2 separate regions of the Bombyx mori genome follow, and region 1 is linked to region 2. The links are chromatin contacts, called in public Hi-C maps. All regions are on one chromosome and are shown on one strand. Each heading gives the region's core, a stretch centred on a gene start, on an enhancer-like site or on the middle of the called end of the contact. The rest is flanking DNA. Distances are from core to core; before and after follow the strand shown. Region 1 overlaps LOC101743514 (protein diaphanous). Region 2 holds the start of LOC100329146 (isocitrate dehydrogenase).

Region 1 (5,008 bases), core at 1,151-3,650, 72 kb before region 2:
GTATATATCGCTTTGTAAGTTTTCTTTTAGCGTAACTGGGAAGACGCCTCGTGTTCATTTATGGCAGATATAAACAAATCTAAGTTGGGTAGATTACCCGTCACTTAAAAAGGACGCTGGCGGTCAAGCTGCGCACTAGGCTATTTATCGATGTATTTGGTGGTATGCGGTGCGGCGCGGGGCGGGCGGGTCACCTGCCGCATGCTTGCCGGTGTGCTATTGGTTCGTCAGTCGACCTTTGCTTTCCGCGCTGGGTTCACGTTACGTTCGTTCTCAAAATACTATCGCGCACATAAGTTTTAATTACAAAATGGAAAAATGATTTATGACGTATATTGTTTTATGAAGAATGAGGCTGATAATAATGCAGTTGATAATTTGAAATAATGCATGAAACGGACCGCAGTGGCAACAAAATGTTCCGAGTCTAATTTAATTTTTAGGGTTCCGTACCTCAATAGGAGAAAAAACGGAACCCTTTGATCACTTTGTTGTCCGTCCGTCCGTCCGTCCGTCCGTCTGTCTGTCTGTTCGTATTCAGATTAAACATTATACGCAGAAATTAAACATGTTTTTAATTCTATTTCATAAAATTCTATCTAACATATGCATCACTAACTATCGTACAATTCACATCAAGAGAAATTATCATCTTTATAACTTTATCTAAACTTTAACTTTCATAAACTACTTTAACTTCAAACTTATGATATCTTTCTGCGCTCTCCTGTAACATGTAACTGCATACAGCTACAAGAGTATAGAACTACTAAACTGTACATACCAATAACCAATATACGAAGCCGCGAGCGAAAGATTACTTCAAAAATAAAACAAAAGTACTTAGTATTTTCGTGCGCGAGTGTATCCATGCGCAAACACACCCCCTCCACTTTCTTCCAGCGTTCTTTTTACGTGACGCGCGCTGTACTAAGCGATAAGACCGCCTATTGTACAAATATATCTGCTTGTTGTCAGTTTCTTTAAAATTGTATTTTGGTGTGCAATAAAGTATATATTCTCTCTCTCTCTCTCTCTCTCTCTCTCTCTCTCTCTCTCTCTCTCTCGCTCTCTCTCTCTCTCGCTCTCTCTCGCTCTCTCTCGCTCTATGTCTCTATGTCGCTACCTAACTTGTGACATGAGTTCCAATGTCTCAGTTTTACAGTGCAACGGCTGCCCTGCCCTTCAAACCGAAACGCATTACTGCTTCACGGCAGAAATAGGCAGGGTGGTAGTACCTACCCGCGCGGACAAATGTGCTGAGTTTGTACACAGTGTTATAAATAATACAATAAACATTAAACAATTACACTACTTAACCTACTATTAACATGGAGAATGCCCTTGACAATTTTTATAAACGTCACTAACCCACAAGTAAAAATAAGTCGTCTTTACGGATCCATCAGATCCAATAACCCTTGCATTAGACCCCTTCAGCTCCAACACTAGAAGCAGGCTTAGGGACCCCGGTTACCCTACTCGTCGAACTCGACAAGCAGGTCGACGTGCAACCTAACCCGTGCATCAGCCCGCCGAGTTTCTCGCCGGATATTCTCAGCGGGTCGCAATTCCCATCCGGTAGTAGATTCATTTGCGAAGCAGCTGCTGTTGAGTTGCTAAGTCTCCTTCGGACGCGCTCGGGCAGCTGTTAGCAAATCCCACCCCTCCTGGCAGAGCATTTGCTCGCCCTATCCTGATGAAACTGAAAAGGCCTCTGGGGCACCAGAAATCCTTTAAAAATAAAAAGGTAGAAATATCCAACTCAGTAAAGTTGCAAAAATGTCGTTTAAACCAAATAAACTTTACCTCTCGATATTGTTTCGACATATTTAGGTGCAGGAAGACAGATTGGCATCCCCCGACATCCTGAGCGGCCTATCGCAGAAGTTCTCAAGCAAACCGGTGGCCAAGAAGACCGAAGATGCCGTGGATAAGTAAGTATGGGTCTAGTTCTTCATCTTTATTTTTTGGCTTTTTATCAACGAACTCTTTTCTTAATTCAGATTTGTAACAACATTTTGAAGCTCTCCTCCTCCTCCTTCTTACGTTGATAATCCTCAATGCTAAGGATCGTGGCCTCCTCTAATATCTTTTTCCTGGATTATCCTGCGCCACTCCTGCCTTTACAATATTAGTAAAATGGGCGATATAGGCAAGGCGGTGGTACCCGTCCATGGTGAGGTCCGTAGGCTGTTGCGATAGACAGTACCATGATATGGCTAGCTGCAAGCTGCAAGCCCTTCTACCTTTAAGGTCCTCTCACCTCTCAAAGGGCAGATTCCATTACAGGGCTCACACTCTGAAGAAAGTACGCGACCTGAAGGTTCTGGACAGCAAGGCGGCCCAGAACCTGTCGATCCTGCTCGGCGGCTCGCTCAAGCACATGTCGTACTCGCACATACGCACGTGCGTGCTGCGCTGCGACACCACCGTGCTCACCGGGAACGTGCTGGATCTGCTCATACAGGTGGGTCCGCCTGATGATGAAGTGGAACCTTCAGACTAAGATGAGGAGTTAAATAGCAAATATATAAGTGGAGGAAGGGGTTGAGTGCCTTTTTATTGCCCTTGTAGGCAGACGAGCCTTTACTGGTGGTAGGACCTTTGTGATTCCGCGCGGGTAGGTACCACCGCCTTGCCTATTTCTGCCGTGAAGCAGTAATGCGTTTCGGTTTGAAGGGTGGGGCAGCCGTTGTAACTATCCTGAGATCTTAGAACTTATATCTCAAGGTGGCTGGCGCATTTACGTTGTGGATGTCTATGGGCTCCAGTAACCACTTAACACCAGGTGGGCTGTGAGCTCGTCCACCCATCTAAGCGTACAGACAAACGCCCTTACCGTATCTTAGTTCGCCCATTAATGACTCATCTCCTCCAGTACCTGCCGCCGGCGGACCAGATGAAGAAGCTGGCTGAACTGAAGGGCAACAGCGAGGAGCTGACCGAAGCGGAACAGTTTGCGGCCACCGTGGCCGATGTCAAGCGTCTCGTGCCCAGGCTGAGGAGTCTGGCCTTCAGGGAGCACTACGCCGAGATCATATCCGAGATCAAGCCGGTGAGCTCGTGGATTTAGTTGAAACGTTCCACGCTAGATGGCACTGTCTTAAATTTTTATTTGTTAGTTTCGCTAGACTGCTAATAGATGGCGCTTTGATAAATAAAAAATAGTAAGAGACGTGACGGAAACCCACAGACATTAATACGCTTTTATTAGCTTCAGACGTATGTATGTAACGGAATCTTTGAACATGTTTTTGATCCCCTTCAAAACGTCGGATTAACTCGAAATTTGGTATACTTATTAAAGACCGATGACAATTCAATATTAAAAAAATATATTGAAAAAATTTAAATTCAACTAAAAAATGAAAAATAATAATAGTTTCAAAAAACTAACAAAATACGTGTGGCGGTAACCATCACAGAACACAAGATATTTGACAGATGCCTGAATCTCGCTTACGACATTTTCAAGGTAAAGCGTATATATTCAAGTTCCGAACAACAACAGTCGGACCGTCGGTCTACCGAGCAATATCACCCGCTCGGTGGAAGATCTTCCCTTTGTCGTATATCTCTCAAAATACGTTTTTGTAGAAAATCCAACTAAAAAATAGAAAATAAATTTTAATAAATTTGAATTAAAAAAGTGTAAGAAAATATGATTTATTTGTAAAAAAATCGTGGGGTGCATGGTATCAGTAGTTATAAATATTTTATGAACAAATATGAGTAGAAGGGTTATTTTGATAATATCCTGAAAAGCACCCCACGCTTTTTTTTACAATAAAATCATTTTTTCTTACACTATTTTTAATTAAAATTTATTTTCTATTTTTTAGTTGGATTGTTTATAAAAGCGTATTTTTTTAGTTTTTTTAAACTATTTTTTCTTCTTCAATCCGTTTCCACTGCTCCTTTGTTCATTAGTTTTGTATTTCGAACAGGACATAGTGTCGGGCACGGCTGCCTGCGAGGAAGTGAAGTCTAGTCGAAAGTTCGCGAAGATTCTGGAGCTGGTCTTACTGGTCGGAAACTACATGAACACCGGATCGAACAACGCGGGAGCTTACGGGTTCGAGATCAGCTTCCTCACTAAGGTAAAGCTCTCGATAGAACTGTGATCGCGATATAACCATTCAATCGAATGTCGACCTTATCGTAATACAATTTAAGCTTGTTTTGCATTAAAACATTATTCGAATAAGGTCTATGTGATAATGACCTTTTCATTCAGTTCTACCTCGTATAAAGCGGTGACTGGTGTCAATAAGACATGACAACGTGAATGTTGGATTGAGACACCAGGTCGACTGCGTGAGATTATTATCCTTAAGCCACCACAAAGAAAACCTCTAAAAACTATGTATGTGGGTTTTTTGTCGATAAATGTCGATAGATTCATCATTAGGGAGAATCTAAGTATTCTATATCGAGACTTTTCCACGACGGAAATTAGACCTTAGTCACTGATGCCTCAGAGCTTAGATTCGTTTAATATATATATTGTAAGACTTTCACCCCCCGATATATTTAATTTTTCATTTTGTTATTATGAGTATATTATTAAAAAAAAAGTGAACTAGAAGACTAAATAAAAAATACCGGTTACAAACAAACCAGAAACTTTTTTTTGGACAATATATGTATATGTGTGCTGTCCTCAGCTGACTGCGACCAAGGACTTGGAGAACAAGCAGACCCTGCTGCACTACCTGGTGGAGACCATCGAGAACAAGTTCCCGGACGTTTTGAATTTCTCCGAGGAGATGCCGCACGTTGATAGGTGAGTGTGACTTTTGTTGCTTTAGTTTTTGCCTACCCTCCGCTAGCGATAAAAAAAAACTATACTGGCTTCTTCGAATGCTTAGGAGAGCTCACGGGGCTCAGACTGAGCTGCGGTACGAACTAAAGAAATCTGACGTGGTTACCGGAGCCCATAGACATCTACAACGTAAATGCCGACACCCACCTTGAGATATGAGTTCTAAAGTCTCAGTATAGT
Region 2 (5,290 bases), core at 2,592-5,091:
TAAAAGTTTTTTCTGTGTGAATACAAAAGTAGAAAATTTGAGGGTAGTTACTTAGCACAATATTAAAATATCAACAAATAACTGAAAATGAAAACTGTCCAACAATCCTAAAAATGTAGCCTAATGGTCTATTCCAGCTACACGTGGACGGGCATTGTTAATAATAAACGCCAGTTTGAATCGTAAGAGTTTTTTTTTTTTATTGCTTTGATGGATGGAAGAGCTCACAGCCCACCTGGTGTTAAGTGGTTACTGGAGCCCATAGACATCTACAACGTAAATGCGCCACCCACCTCGAGATATAAGTTCTAAGGTCTCAGTATAGTTACAACGGCTACCCCCCACCCTTCGAACCGAAACGCACGGCGGAAATAGGCGGGGTGGTGGTACCTACTCGTGCGGACTCCCAAGAGGTCCTACCACCAGTGATTACGCAAATTATAATTTTTGCGGGTTTGATTTTTATTACACGATGTTATTCCTTCACCGTGGAAGTCAACATTTGTGGAGTACGTATTTCATTACAAAAATTGGTACCCGCCTGCGGGATTCGGAACACCGGTGCATCGCTACATACAAATGCACCGGACGTCTTATCCTTTAGGCCACGACGACTTCAATTATATCTACAAATCACCAATACCAAAATAAATACTTTAATGTATTGTGGCCAATGTTATGTTTTTCTATTGCATAGATAGGTGAACGAGCTCACCGACCATCTGATGTTACTGTTCCAATTTTGAAACTGGTGCGAGTAATTGCTTCAACACAGAAATAGGCAAAATAGGGATACCAGTAAAAAATAAAACCAGTGATAAATTTAGGGATGGCAAACCGCGCAATTTAAAACTGTGAGGCGGTAAATGATGATTTCCTTAGTTTTTGATTCTTCCAACAATACACATTTGTTGTGGGTCTGACATTTTTTTCCGAAAGACGACCATGCATGCGCGTGCATTTGTACAATACGATTATTACACTATCGCTTTCCGATATAGTAATTTGTCCATTTATTTGTGTATTATCTATTTAATTAATTATAATTATTTATATAACCTTATGTAATGCACGCTCAGACTGCCATTAAATTGATAAAAACTGTAAATGTCTATTACTATTGTGATATTTTCAATAGAGAATTTCTTGATTTTAAGCTCCACAATTAATATCTCTAAAATATATAATATGCAAGTAATACTCAGATGAGAGCACCAATTTAAAATTAATAGCGAGTTTCATCATTACCTGATAATAACAACATCAATGTCCTTATGTCTGGTCGCAACGCCAGGGTAAGATTTACAGTTCAGTATGTAAGCATACATGTCCAGTTCGTTTCTGAGAGCCACATTGCGTGACGTCACATAGGCTGCCTCACTTTTGGTTTCAATGTTGCCCTGAGAAAAAAAAAAATTTTTTGGTAATTTTTAAGGCTCTGGAGGTATACTGACAAAAGTAAGATCTTCCAGTTTTATGTTTAACCACGAATATGCGGTAGCTTTGATAGTCGAATGTTATTGTACGAAACTTGTAAATTCGCAAGTGTATCATGAAAATGTCATTAGCGAGGTTCCGGTATCTGTCAAATATATTGTGTTCTATGATAGCCTGCTGCAAGATATTATATTTATTGTATTCTTAGTAAATTCTCACCATTTTACTCAGAATTCATTTCATTTCCTACAGTATTTTCTTCATTGAATTTCAAATGAAATAAATTTATGGAATTTCATTCTGAATTGATCGGTAAATTGACATAGCGGTCAATAACCCTGATTAAAGCCTACATCATCCAACCTTGATTACATTCACACCTGAAGTGTTAATTTTAAATAATACAGTAATAAGCCTAATTTTATGTTGATTCTTCTCGTTCAGCTTGAATGTGATTCTTCTCCTAACTAGGATTCAATGAGAACCATAGACTGTCCCATACTTACATAAACACAACAGTATAGTCTCTGTTGCGACCGCCCTGAGAGAAGTCGAAAACCGAGGGAAATGGAAGCCTATGGTACAAAGAGCCACGAAGGGCTTTCAGGGACACGACCTTCAGCAATGAAGTATGCAACTAAGGAGAATAAGAATCGAGCAACATCGTCACTTCGATGATTGTACAAAATGGGGATCAAACAAATGACCCTTAGCATAGCAGTGAGAGCTGCTGACTGCTGAACTGATAGGTCATCTTTATTAAATATATGTGGCATTAAAATTAGACTCTATTTACTCTTGTTTCCATATATGTAAGAAAACAGAAACATAGGAGATGATAAATATAGATTGGAGTCAATTAATGTGGAATGTTTATGAGCTGCTTATTACGTCAATAAATGGATGCTATGCACACAATTCTGTAGCTTGGTAGTTATGTAATACAGATTGCTGCATTATGATCTTGATTTTACTCTACATATGTTTCATGAAATAAAACTATTTACCTTTAGCCCCACACCGTTCCTCTTAATGGTCGTTATAGCATATTGGACATCATCATCATTGTCCATCGTTGGGTCAATGTCCACCACTTCGAAGTCAATAGGAGCACCGATGTATCTAAAACATGTTTGAATTATTTTTCATTTCAGACTCAAATCATTTCCTCTTTTCTGAGGGGTATTAAATTTTTCATTTCACAAAACTAGGCAACCCAAATTATATCATGTAGGTATTACTAACTTTCTTTATGAATTATTCTGAAGTTTGTGTAAATTTATCAAATTAAATTAGTGTTGTTATTAGAGTAGTTATTTTTTTATTCTACTTTCTTAATAAAATCACAGATATTAAAATATATTTTGTATACCACAGTAGAATTTCTATGATTATGCTCGTATAGGTGTTTTGTGACTAAGACTGAATGATATTTACATAAATTTTAGTATAAAAGAGCTACTAATGATGAACATTAACCCATTATTGTTATAATTCACAAATAAAATTATTTTATTGTAAATTATATTCTTGTTTCTATTGCTTTGTCTGTTCGTAAGCTACATTTTCCTTTATTATAACATAGATTGGTGAACTAGCTCACCACCCACCGGTGCTAATTGGTTACCGGAGCCAGTAGCCATTACAACATGAGTTTCGCGACCCAACAAAAGTCCCACTCTTGCACACAAAAATAAGTCTGGTTTGCGACATTACAAACATAGATGTTATATTATAACATACAATTGAGACTTCAACTTATCTCAATTATATTATAATAACCATTTTCCAGCCAATACTTCAGATCAGATGGGCCGTGAGCTCCTTAACCCATATAGAACAAAAAAGGAGTTCATTTAACATCTACAGATTGAAATCCATGTGCATTCAGGAGTAAGAGAGCAATCAGCTAGTGTTTTTTGTCTCTACAGCACTGACGGAGAGAACTTCAGAACCTGATACTCTTGAAATTATCACACTTTTGGGTTCTACAACTAAATTGCAGCCTTCAAAAAATATATCCGTTGTTATTCGCTTTGTACTACTAGAAAATCTGGAGATATTTACGAAACACTGGCCTTGAGGCCCATAATGTATCCTTACTCCGAAGAATTTTATCCTGGGAGTTCACAAAACTTGGCACTGCATCAAAAAGGTCAACTTACTTGAATATGTCGCGAACGTATCCCATGCACTCAGGACCGATACCGCCTCCAGGGAGCATGGTCACCGCGTGACGACCGCCGTATTGCGCCTTAGGAATCAGCTTCTGTTTCCTGATAACGGGAGTCTTGTGCTGGACATCGAAATCCGATAATGTAGCGGGCGCTGCTTTCGAGCTGAGATTCACAGACCCGCGCACATCAGGCAAAACCTTCAATTTAGTTAACAAACGCACAGCCATCCTGAATTTTGAACTAAAAACAGCTGTTTGGGATTGAAAACTGGTTAAATAATCACAGGAAGTGGAAAACTCGTTAATCCGTGTCGCTAATTTTTCGCCATCAGGTGGCGCTGTAACGTTTAACTTCCAGGTCATAAGATCGAATTGAATAGATGTCGCTACTGAGGGAGAACTGAAAAAATTGAGTTGCCATGACAATATCGACATTTTGCAGCTTGTTTTATACTGTTTTTTTTTTTTAATTATTTATGTGACGTTATTCTTTATGGCCAAGATGAATGGGGTGAGCTCATAGCCCGCCTAATGGTGGTCATAGGAGCCCATAGACGTTAAACAACGTTAATGTCAACCACCCATCTTGAAAGATGAATTCGAAATCTCAGTTTTACAATACAACGACTACCCGACCCTTCAAACCCTGCTTCACGTAAGAAATAGGCAAGTTGAGGTCGGCGCAAGCCCACAAATTACTCAAACACCAGTAATTACGCAAAATATATGATTTGATTTGTGTGGGTTTGATTTATTATTAGACGATGCTATTTTCTTCATCATCGAAATCATTCGTGAACGAGAACATACAACATTACTGGTGGTAGGACGTCTTGTGAGTCCACACGGGTAAGTACCCTGCCTATTTCTGCGGTCAAGCAGTAATGCGTTTCGGTTTGAAAGGTGAGGCAGCGGCTGTAACTGTACTGAGACCTTAGAAGTTATATCTCAAGGTGGGTGGCGCATTTACGTTGTAGATGCCTATGGGCTCCAGTAACCACTTAATAACCAGATGGGCTGTGAGCTCGTCTACGCATATAAGCATTTAAAAAAAAGAACATTTGGTTAAGTACGTATTTCATTTAAAAAATTGTACCTGCCTGAGGGGATTGAATGCCGCACAGTGAAATCGCTGGATACGAATCGGGTCTTCGGGTGTCTTAAGCTTTTGGCAATTACGACTTCTATTTCATTTCAAAATTTAAAATTATTTTCTTTAAGCTAAGTTATATTTATATATTAAATCTCAAATGGTCTGGTTATGGATACTAATTTATGTGTATTATTTATGTCACGGACTGCAACTTAATCAAGAAAGAGGCAAATTTAACACAATTTTTGTCGTTAACGTAAGATAATTTCCGCAAAACGGAATTTTATCACAACCAACCCAAATAACAACAATCCTTTGTTTTACTATTTTAGTATGAGCTAGAATAAAATTAACAATTTTTATACATAAAACAGCACTATTACCTATTCATTTTACATTTTGTTCTTATGAATTTAAAAATGTTTTTTTTGACAATAAATGGTAGCACTGAATGTTCTGACAGTGACAGCTGACAAGTACGATTTTATCCCTTATTGCTTACAGAGTTCTCGACTGAGAGCGGCTGAAAGTACGGGCGTCCATTTTCCTACGCCATATTGAATTTGGTCGGACATCTTTGGACG

Evidence for each region. Hi-C and Micro-C count contacts between places; a contact is called where the count stands out from the background.
Region 1: a Hi-C map of posterior silk gland shows a contact between it and region 2, with 1.7 times the contacts expected there. The contact joins the enhancer-like site here to the promoter of LOC100329146 in region 2. A contact is called at or near these places in 2 of 7 Hi-C or Micro-C datasets (middle silk gland and posterior silk gland).

What each region holds. Positions count from the first base shown.
Region 1 is chr23:19,606,408-19,611,415 of ASM3026992v2, reverse strand. LOC101743514 (protein diaphanous) reads left to right here. Exons shown (of 28, transcript XM_062675388.1): 18 at 1,837-1,937; 19 at 2,293-2,470; 20 at 2,882-3,058; 21 at 3,951-4,103; 22 at 4,671-4,789. Among protein-coding and RNA genes, the nearest start is that of LOC101743515, 33 kb to the right of the region's middle. Within about 2 kb of position 2,400, at least 5 of the 8 cell types and tissues checked have open chromatin away from gene starts, as enhancers often do.
Region 2 is chr23:19,535,928-19,541,217 of ASM3026992v2, reverse strand. It overlaps LOC100329146 (isocitrate dehydrogenase), which reads right to left and starts at 3,841. Exons shown (of 7, transcript NM_001171915.1): 1 at 3,603-3,841; 2 at 2,445-2,559; 3 at 1,249-1,400. The coding sequence starts at 3,841. It also overlaps a transcript of PHO not described here.